2 separate regions of the Xenopus laevis genome follow, and region 1 is linked to region 2. Evidence: chromatin contacts called from public Hi-C data. All regions are on one chromosome and are shown on one strand. Each heading gives the region's core, a stretch centred on a gene start, on an enhancer-like site or on the middle of the called end of the contact. The rest is flanking DNA. Distances are from core to core; before and after follow the strand shown. Region 1 holds the start of txnip.S (thioredoxin-interacting protein). Region 2 has its middle 39 kb from the start of ankrd34a.S.

Region 1 (4,584 bases), core at 840-3,339, 73 kb after region 2:
ACTTCACAGAACCATACTTTCCTTTGAATGTTGACCCCAAAGGACTGCAAAGAAATACAGCACTGTGTAAGACTTCTTATTAAACATACCAAGCATCTAAAAGGTCATTGGCACTTTTTAGAAAAGCAGGATACCTACCCATGGGGCAGCTCGAATCCAAACTTGTATTCGTAGCAGTTGCCTGGCCTCATAATGACAGATCCATCAGAATCTAGAAGAGACAACAAGGGAGGTAGAAATGAAGTTATAGTTCGGTATAAGGTTTCTTCAAGTATCAAAAAGTAGAGCCCCATACGTTCATACACTCTGCCCAAATTACTCTTTTAAAATAGAAGAGGTTTGAAGAAAAAATACGAACTCAGAGAGGAAGCAACACTTCTTGTCAACTATTGGCCCTTTAATGTGCCGATTAAGCTTATAAATAGTTTCCTCTTTATCTGGAATGCCTTAGTGGCCATGCATACATATTACACAAATTTTTTATATTTATGAAGCTTGGCTTAGTTCATGTAAAGGACTTCTCCCTCCTCGTTCAAGTGAAAGCATTTCCCAGTGAGTGAAAACACTTTTCATAATCCGTGGCATAGCATTATTGCCTTACGTTGAACAGAAGTGTAGTACAGGACATCTACTAGATAAATAGGGCAGGATGCGATTAATCTGTTGGTATGATTATGGACCAAATCCAACAGCTTGCTCTAGGTTAATAAACCCTGCCCTGGTAACAGTGCATCAGCGCAGATGGTAATGTCCTGCCAATAGCCTCTGTAGTTATCACACAAGCATCATATTTCTCATATACAGACTGAGCCAATGCAATAGGAATGTAGGACTGGGCACTTCTAGTAAAAGGTTCTGCATACCAGGAACGTTTGCCAGCCAAGTCCCTATTAAAGTACCAGATGATCGTTACATAGACACGGCATACGGAAGCCTCTGATGACCAGAACCATTACAGCAGTGGCCCCAAGCACAAGTAAAAACTTTATATAAAACAAAAACATCCTCAGGGATTTAAGGGCAGATCCAGTCGCCTGGCGATAAATTACCACTACTACGGGGCGACTAATCTCCCCGAACTGCCTCCCGCCGGCTAGAATCTAAATCACCGACAGGATGGCACTCTGATCTCTTCATTTTTCAAAGTTGCCCGAAGTTACCTCCTGACAAGAACCATTACAGCAGTGGCCCTAAGCACACGTAAAAACTTAATATAAAACAAACATCCTCAGGGGTTTAAGGGCAGAGACACACTCAAAGATTCCGGGAGATTAGTTGCCCAGCGACAAATCTGCTATTTCTACTAGGTTCCCCGAACTGCCTCCCGCCGGCTAGAATCTAAATCGCCGTAAGGAGGCAGTTTGGTGAGATCAGTCGTCCCGAAGAAGAGGAGATTTGTTGCCGGACAAGTAATCTCCCTGATTCTTAGTGTCTCTGTCCTAAAGCGACGCACGTCCTCATAGCTCTGCTGCAGTTTAAAGCCCACTTCCTACCATGTTCTTTGAAAGCATCACGCAACCCAGTGATGCATAAAAAGAGTTCAAGAAGCCTTTAAAATATTCACAAATAACGTGATGAATGAATTTAATGGTTTCCCTCCCACCATGGGCCCAGACGTCGCTTCTCACCTGTCGGCTGATCGTCCATCTGCAGGGTGTCCTCGTATCTCAGGTACTCCATCTCCTGCTTGCAGTTCTGGGACCACAATACCTTGGCCACCCCGCATGCCAACAATCTCACCGCTGTCACTCTGGTCACTTCAGCCACCTCCACCAGGACCCTGCCCGTTACTTTGTCCCCACCGCAGTACACCTTCTCGGGGTCGGCGAAAGACAGTTCAAAGCACTTGACTTTCTTGAAAACAACCATGATGGCAGATAGTGTGACTCTAATGGGCAGCTAAGATGACAGTTGGGCAGCTGTGTCCAATGGAATTGCAGACAATGAATAATAGTCCCCAAGTAAGGATCATATGAAAAAGTAAGTGCTTTCAGCTCCAGTTCAGTGGTACAAGCACTCTAACCCTGCAGAGCTCTGCACTGGTTATTTGTTCCACCACTACACGCTCCAAGCCGACAGGCTGTAAACAAGACCAGGAAATCGGTCTTTTATATGAGCGCTGGGCCCACGCTCCGCCCACCTTCCGCTTGCCAATTGCTTCCCCATGCTCACCTCGTGCACACCGCTCCCATTGGTCCGCGGTATGTTGTTAATGGAGCGGCCAGCGAATAGGAGCCGCCAGGCAGCGCGTGAACAGGGCATGCAAGCTGCGGGCAGGAGACGGGAAAGGGGCGGGGCTTGCGCGTCATCCTGAAGTTGTTTGTCACGGCGGCGGGGTCGGGATGTTGTGTGAGACGGTGATGAGACTGGGCGCGATTCCTGTGGGGGGTTGTTTACTGTTCTTGCTGGTGTGTACGGGCCAGTCCTGTCATTGTGTGACACCTCTGTATAACGTATATTTAGTAGTTACTCAAGCTCACTCTGTACAGTAATAGCTGGCTGTCTGGCACCCTGAGGGAATTCTATGCAGGTGTTGAAAAGGGGGCACAATGAAACATTCCACTACCCCAATAACTACTACACCGAGTCACAAGCTGTATCCTAAACAAACACCAGGGGAAAAATAAATTCCAGCTCCAGCAGTGAATAAAAGCTACATATTTGCTCTTGTGCTGACACTAATTCCTTGTTATATGCACAATGGCCTCCGTCCTGTACTTCCACTACTATACGCTCCGTCCTGTAGTTCCACTACTATACGCTCCGTCCTGTAGTTCCACTACTATACGCTCCGTCCCGTAGTTCCACTACTATACGCTCCGTCCCACAGTTCCACTACTATACGCTCTGTCCTGTAGTTCCACTACTATACGCTCTGTCCCACAGTTCCACTACTATACGCTCCGTCCCACAGTTCCACTACTATACGCTCTGTCCTGTAGTTCCACTACTATACGCTCTGTCCTGTAGTTCCACTACTATACGCTGTGTCCTGTTGTTCCACTACTATACGCTGTGTCCTGTTGTTCCACTACTATACGCTGTGTCCTGTTGTTCCACTACTATACGCTGTGTCCTGTTGTTCCACTACTATACGCTCCGTCCTGTAGTTCCACTACTATACTCTCCATCCCACAGTTCCACTACTATACGCTCCGTCCTGTAGTTCCACTACTATACTCTCCATCCCACAGTTCCACTACTATACGCTCCGTCCTGTAGTTCCACTACTATACGCTCTGTCCTGTAGTTCCACTACTATACGCTCTGTCCTGTAGTTCCACTACTATACGCTGTGTCCTGTAGTTCCACTACTATACGCTGTGTCCTGTTGTTCCACTACTATACGCTCCGTCCTGTAGTTCCACTACTATATGCTGTGTCCTGTAGTTCCACTACTATACATTCCGTCCTGTAGTTCCACTACTATACGCTCCGTCCTCTGTTCTATACTTCCACTAATATACGCTCTGCCCTGTAGTTCCACTACTATACACTCTGTCCTGTAGTTCCACTACTATACACTCTGTCCTGTAGTTCCACTAATATATACGCTCTGTCCTGTAGTTTCACTAATATACGCTCTGCCCTGTAGTTCCACTAATATACGCTGTGTCCTGTAGTTCCACTACTATACGCTGTGTCCCACAGTTGCACATATATACGCTCTGTCCTGTAGTTCCACTAATATACGCTCTGTCCTTTATTTCCACTACTATACGCTCCGTCCTGTAGTTCCACTACTATACACTCTGTCCTGTAGTTCCACTACTATACGCTCCGTCCTCTGTTCTATACTTCCACTAATATACGCTCTGCCCTGTAGTTCCACTACTATACACTCTGTCCTGTAGTTCCACTACTATACACTCTGTCCTGTAGTTCCACTAATATATACGCTCTGTCCTGTAGTTTCACTAATATACGCTCTGCCCTGTAGTTCCACTAATATACGCTGTGTCCTGTAGTTCCACTACTATACGCTGTGTCCCACAGTTGCACATATATACGCTCTGTCCTGTAGTTCCACTAATATACGCTCTGTCCTTTATTTCCACTACTATACGCTCCGTCCTGTAGTTCCACTACTATACGCTGTGTCCTGTTGTTCCACTACTATACGCTCCGTCCTGTAGTTCCACTACTATATGCTGTGTCCTGTAGTTCCACTACTATACGCTCCGTCCTGTAGTTCCACTACTATACGCTCCGTCCTCTGTTCTATACTTCCACTAATATACGCTCTGCCCTGTAGTTCCACTACTATACACTCTGTCCTGTAGTTCCACTACTATACACTCTGTCCTGTAGTTCCACTAATATATACGCTCTGTCCTGTAGTTTCACTAATATACGCTCTGCCCTGTAGTTCCACTAATATACGCTGTGTCCTGTAGTTCCACTACTATACGCTGTGTCCCACAGTTGCACATATATACGCTCTGTCCTGTAGTTCCACTAATATACGCTCTGTCCTTTATTTCCACTACTATACGCTCCGTCCTGTAGTTCCATTACTATACGCTCTGTCCTGTAGTTCCACTAATGTACACTCTGTTCTGTAGTTCCACTACTATATGCGAT
Region 2 (4,125 bases), core at 175-2,674:
AGCTCCCACTATTGTGCAGTTATACTTGTCTATTCCTAAAACCATCAGATTACTGACATCTTCTGTTATCCTCCCTGGCCTCCTTGTGGAATTTTCCCCTGTTCTATCTTCTCTATAACAGATGTACGTGCAAATCTGTGCTTCACCGTGTGCAGATCTCCTTCTTGATATACGAGTTCCTCCCTGTTCTGTTTGTTCAGAATACTGAAGTGTGGAGCAGGAAAAACTCAACCTGTGACCAATCCTAACCTGCAAAACCTTAACCTGTGTAGGACCCGTGCCCAAACCGTACCCTCATCTTGCTCTGAATTGGGAATCGTTGGGAGCAGTGGAGGAATGTATTTCCCCAGTATGACCCTCAATGTTTGTCCAAATCTTACCCCAAACCCATCCAACCGGTGGTCAACCTGCTGGTCACCATGGGTTTAGGGTCAACCCACACATCACTAGTTCTGAGCTCTTATTTCTTAACCTTGGGTCCCCTACATGTTGCACAACTACAACTTACCAGAATGTACTGACTCTTGATTACACACTGGAAGATGCTGTGATTTGTAGTCCAGCAACATCTGGGGACCCAAGCTTATGGACTCACGGGTTAGATGTCTCCAGCCTTAGAGCATATTGTATAGAGCAGGGGTCCCCAACCTTTTTAACCTGTGAGCCACATTCAAATGTAAAAACGAGTTAAAGAGCAACATAAGCATACAAAAAGTTCCTGGGGGTGCCAAATATAGGCTGTAATTGACTGACGGTAGCCCCTATGTGGACTGACAGACTACAGGAGGAGCTGTTAGGCAGTACACCTGGTTTTTATGCAACTAAAACTTCCTTCCAAGCCTGGAATTCAAAAATAAGCTCCTGCTTTGAGGCCACTGGGAGCAACATCCAAGGGGTTAGAGAGCAACATGTTACTCAAGAGCCACTGGTTGGGGATCACTGGTGTAGAGCTAGGTATTCTGCATCAGTGATATCCAGCCTTTTAGCCTTCCTGCTGCTGTTGAACTACAGTTCTACTACTTCATTTGTCGCTGACTGGTGCTGGACTACAAAAGGGACAATAGTACCTGTTATTATGGTGGACTGTGCTAATCAGTCACCTCACAGCTTGGCCTTGTCCTTAGCTAATGACCAAAAAGCAGGTTTAGGGAATATTCACCCCAGGACTACAAAAAGGGGTCAGTTAGGGGTTGTTAGGGGTCGGTTCCTTTACTAACTGCACGGTGCAGTCCCAGGAAATTGCTAGGGCTGCTAGAGGCAAATCTTTGAAATATGATAAGGGTGTTGATTTCCAGGGCAAAGCTATGAAGCAAAGCCAAATGGGGTTTGGTTTGCTGTGGAAGTTGGATTAGAAGCAGAACGGTGTGTGAACGTGCTTGTGTGTTACCCTTTGTGCATTACGTAGTTGTAATTCAGCCTGGAGTACAAGGAGTTCTCAGCGCTGGGCTAACAAAGAACAGGCTACCTGGACAAACATCTTCTTACAGGCAGCTGTGCCGATGTTGACATCCAATGTACTGTGACTTTCACCCTCCCCTCCCGATTTTCCTTCTCAGTCCAGGAACCTAAAAACAGAGTCTTCCAATTCCTCGAAGTGCACGGATTAGTATTTCTCCGGCTGATTATACAGCCGCACGCTGAGATTTAGGAAAAGTTATGTCTAAAAAAGCCAGGGGGGAGCTTAGGGGAACTTGAGTCTCATGACAGAGTTTAGAGTTTCTCAAAGAGAGCCCCCGATCTTTGCATGTATGTATGTGTCTCTTGTCTGATCTCCAAAATAATATGACTGCAACAAATGTGAGATCGAAACTTTGCAATTCATTCACTTTAAGGCCCCCATACACGGGCCAATAAAAGCTGCCGGCAGACCGAAAGTCGGCCAGATGTTGATCAGGCAGGGTAAAACATCCCGTCTGATCGCGGCCGCATCTGTTGATTGATGCTGTCCTGCGATCCGATTGCCCATATTGCCTCCATTCTGATCCTATCATTGGGCCCCAGGGCCCACGATCGGATCAGCCTGATATCGCCCACCTCAATGTGGGCATATAAGGGAGAGGTCCGCTCGTTTGACGATGTCACCAAACGAGTGGATCTTCTTGTGTATGGCCACCTTAAAGCTCCACAAATAATTAGGCTAGAAATGCTTCATCTTGTGTCCTGGGTTTCTTTACCATCCCAAGCCCACCCATCGTTCTTCAGCAGAGGAGATCTATTCCTCCACAGATGCCCCCAGTAGTTCCCCATCTTCATCTTCTTCACATTACATAGTGGAATAGTAATCAGGTCTGCAGCAGCAGCTTCTGACAGATGCAACTTCTAATGTGTTGATGACTTGCAACAACCCCTAAGCATAGCTTCTCAACAGCTGCCCAGGGCTCACTGAGCATGTGCAGTGCCACTGACATTCAAAAGATGACCTAACATGATCCAAGATGGCAGGCTACTAAGAACAACTTAAAGGGCTGCTGAACCTCTGGGCTGGTACATTCAATTCAGTAAATGAAAAACAGCATTTCTAGCAAAATTATTTTCTGTATGATTTACTTCTCCTTTCTACAAAACCAAATGAACTGCTATGAAATGTGTAAATGACCCCCTTCCTAACCACACAGACCCTGTCTAGCACAGGGCAGTTTCCCATGGGTGCCTGTAGGTGGCCTTAAAGGGATACTGTCATGGGAAAAAATTTTTTTTTCAAAATGAATCAGTTAATAGTGCTGCTCCAGCAGAATTCTGCACTGAAATCCATTTCTCAAAAGAGCAAACAGATTTTTTTATATTCAATTGTGAAATCTGACATGGGGCTAGACATATTGTCAATTTCCCAGCTGCCCCCAGTCATGTGACTTGTGCTCTGATAAACTTCAATCACTCTTTACTGCTGTACTGCAAGTTAGAGTGATATTACCCCCTCCCTTTTTCCCCAAACAAAAGAACATGGGAAGGTAACCAGATAGCAGCTCCCTAACACAAGATAACAGCTGCCTGGTAGATCTAAGACCAACACTCAATAGTAAAATCCCATGTCCCACTGAGACACATTCAGTTACATTGAGAAAGAAACAGTGGCCTGCCAGAAAGCATTTCTCTCCTAAAGTTCAGGCACAAGTCACATGACTGGGGCAGCTGGGAAATTGACAATATGTCTAGCCCCATGTCAGATTTCAAAATTGAATATAAAAAAATCTGTTTGCTCTTTTCAGAAATGGATTTCAGTGCAGAATTCTGCTGGAGCAGCACTATTAACTGATGTGTTTTGAAAAAAACATGTTTTCCGATGACAGGATCCCTTTAAACAGGCTGATGTTGGGGTAATTTGATGAAGCAGCCCATGTGTATTGTCTGATATTGTTGCCTCAAAGACAATAAAACCAGAATGATGAAGTTTATATGTAGACTTCAGGTGCACACGCCCCAGACCTTCAGCTTGTGGAATAAATCACCAGTAGAACCCATTTATGATTTCAGAAACAATGCAGAATATTTAACTGATTATATTTACAAAGTTCCTTATTTCATCATGATGCGTCTTAAATTAACTTTTCATTTTCTCATAAAATAACACTTGCAGTTTAATACCGCCTTGGAGCTATTTGATTCCTTTATCTTGAAATCAGTAATCAGAGCAACATTGGTAGCGTAAAAAAAGTACACAATAACAGAACAAGATAATTGTATGTTTAATAGAGCGTCTGGCATGTATAATACAATAATATAGTGAATAAAGTACCCCCTCTTGTAAAATATAAGGATATTATAAGTTACCGAGGAGTTTCATGACCATATAAAAACACGAGGCCGAAGGCTGAGTGTTTTTATACAGGTCATGGAACTCCAAGGTAACTTCTAATATCCTCATATTTTACAACTGGGGGTACTTTATTAATTATAATACACAAATTTTAGTGAGTCATGTGACAGAAATTACATCACTACTCACCGTTTATAACTGATGACATCACTACTCACCGTTTATAAGGATATAATTTACAAGTTATTCATGGCTTTTGTGTATTATATTACAGATTATATATAGGCCTGTCGATTCCCTGCTATGGTACAAAACGTGTAAGGCTTTTCTGTTATTATTTTTGATGTGGTCCAGTTTCTAGTTCCTGCCAA

Evidence for each region. A called contact is a pair of places that touch in the nucleus more often than the background predicts.
Region 1: a contact with region 2 is called in a Hi-C map of the XTC cell line, with 3 times the contacts expected there. The contact joins the promoter of txnip.S here to the enhancer-like site in region 2. A contact is called at or near these places in 2 of 4 Hi-C or Micro-C datasets (the XL177 cell line and the XTC cell line).

What each region holds. Positions count from the first base shown.
Region 1 is chr8S:96,125,176-96,129,759 of Xenopus_laevis_v10.1, forward strand. txnip.S (thioredoxin-interacting protein) reads right to left here and starts at 2,090. Exons shown (of 8, transcript XM_018233458.2): 1 at 1,629-2,090; 2 at 139-211; 3 at 1-44. The coding sequence starts at 1,869.
Region 2 is chr8S:96,053,272-96,057,396 of Xenopus_laevis_v10.1, forward strand. No RefSeq gene overlaps it. Among protein-coding and RNA genes, the nearest start is that of ankrd34a.S, 39 kb to the left of the region's middle. Within about 2 kb of position 1,425, at least 1 of the 7 cell types and tissues checked has an H3K27ac peak or open chromatin away from gene starts, as enhancers often do.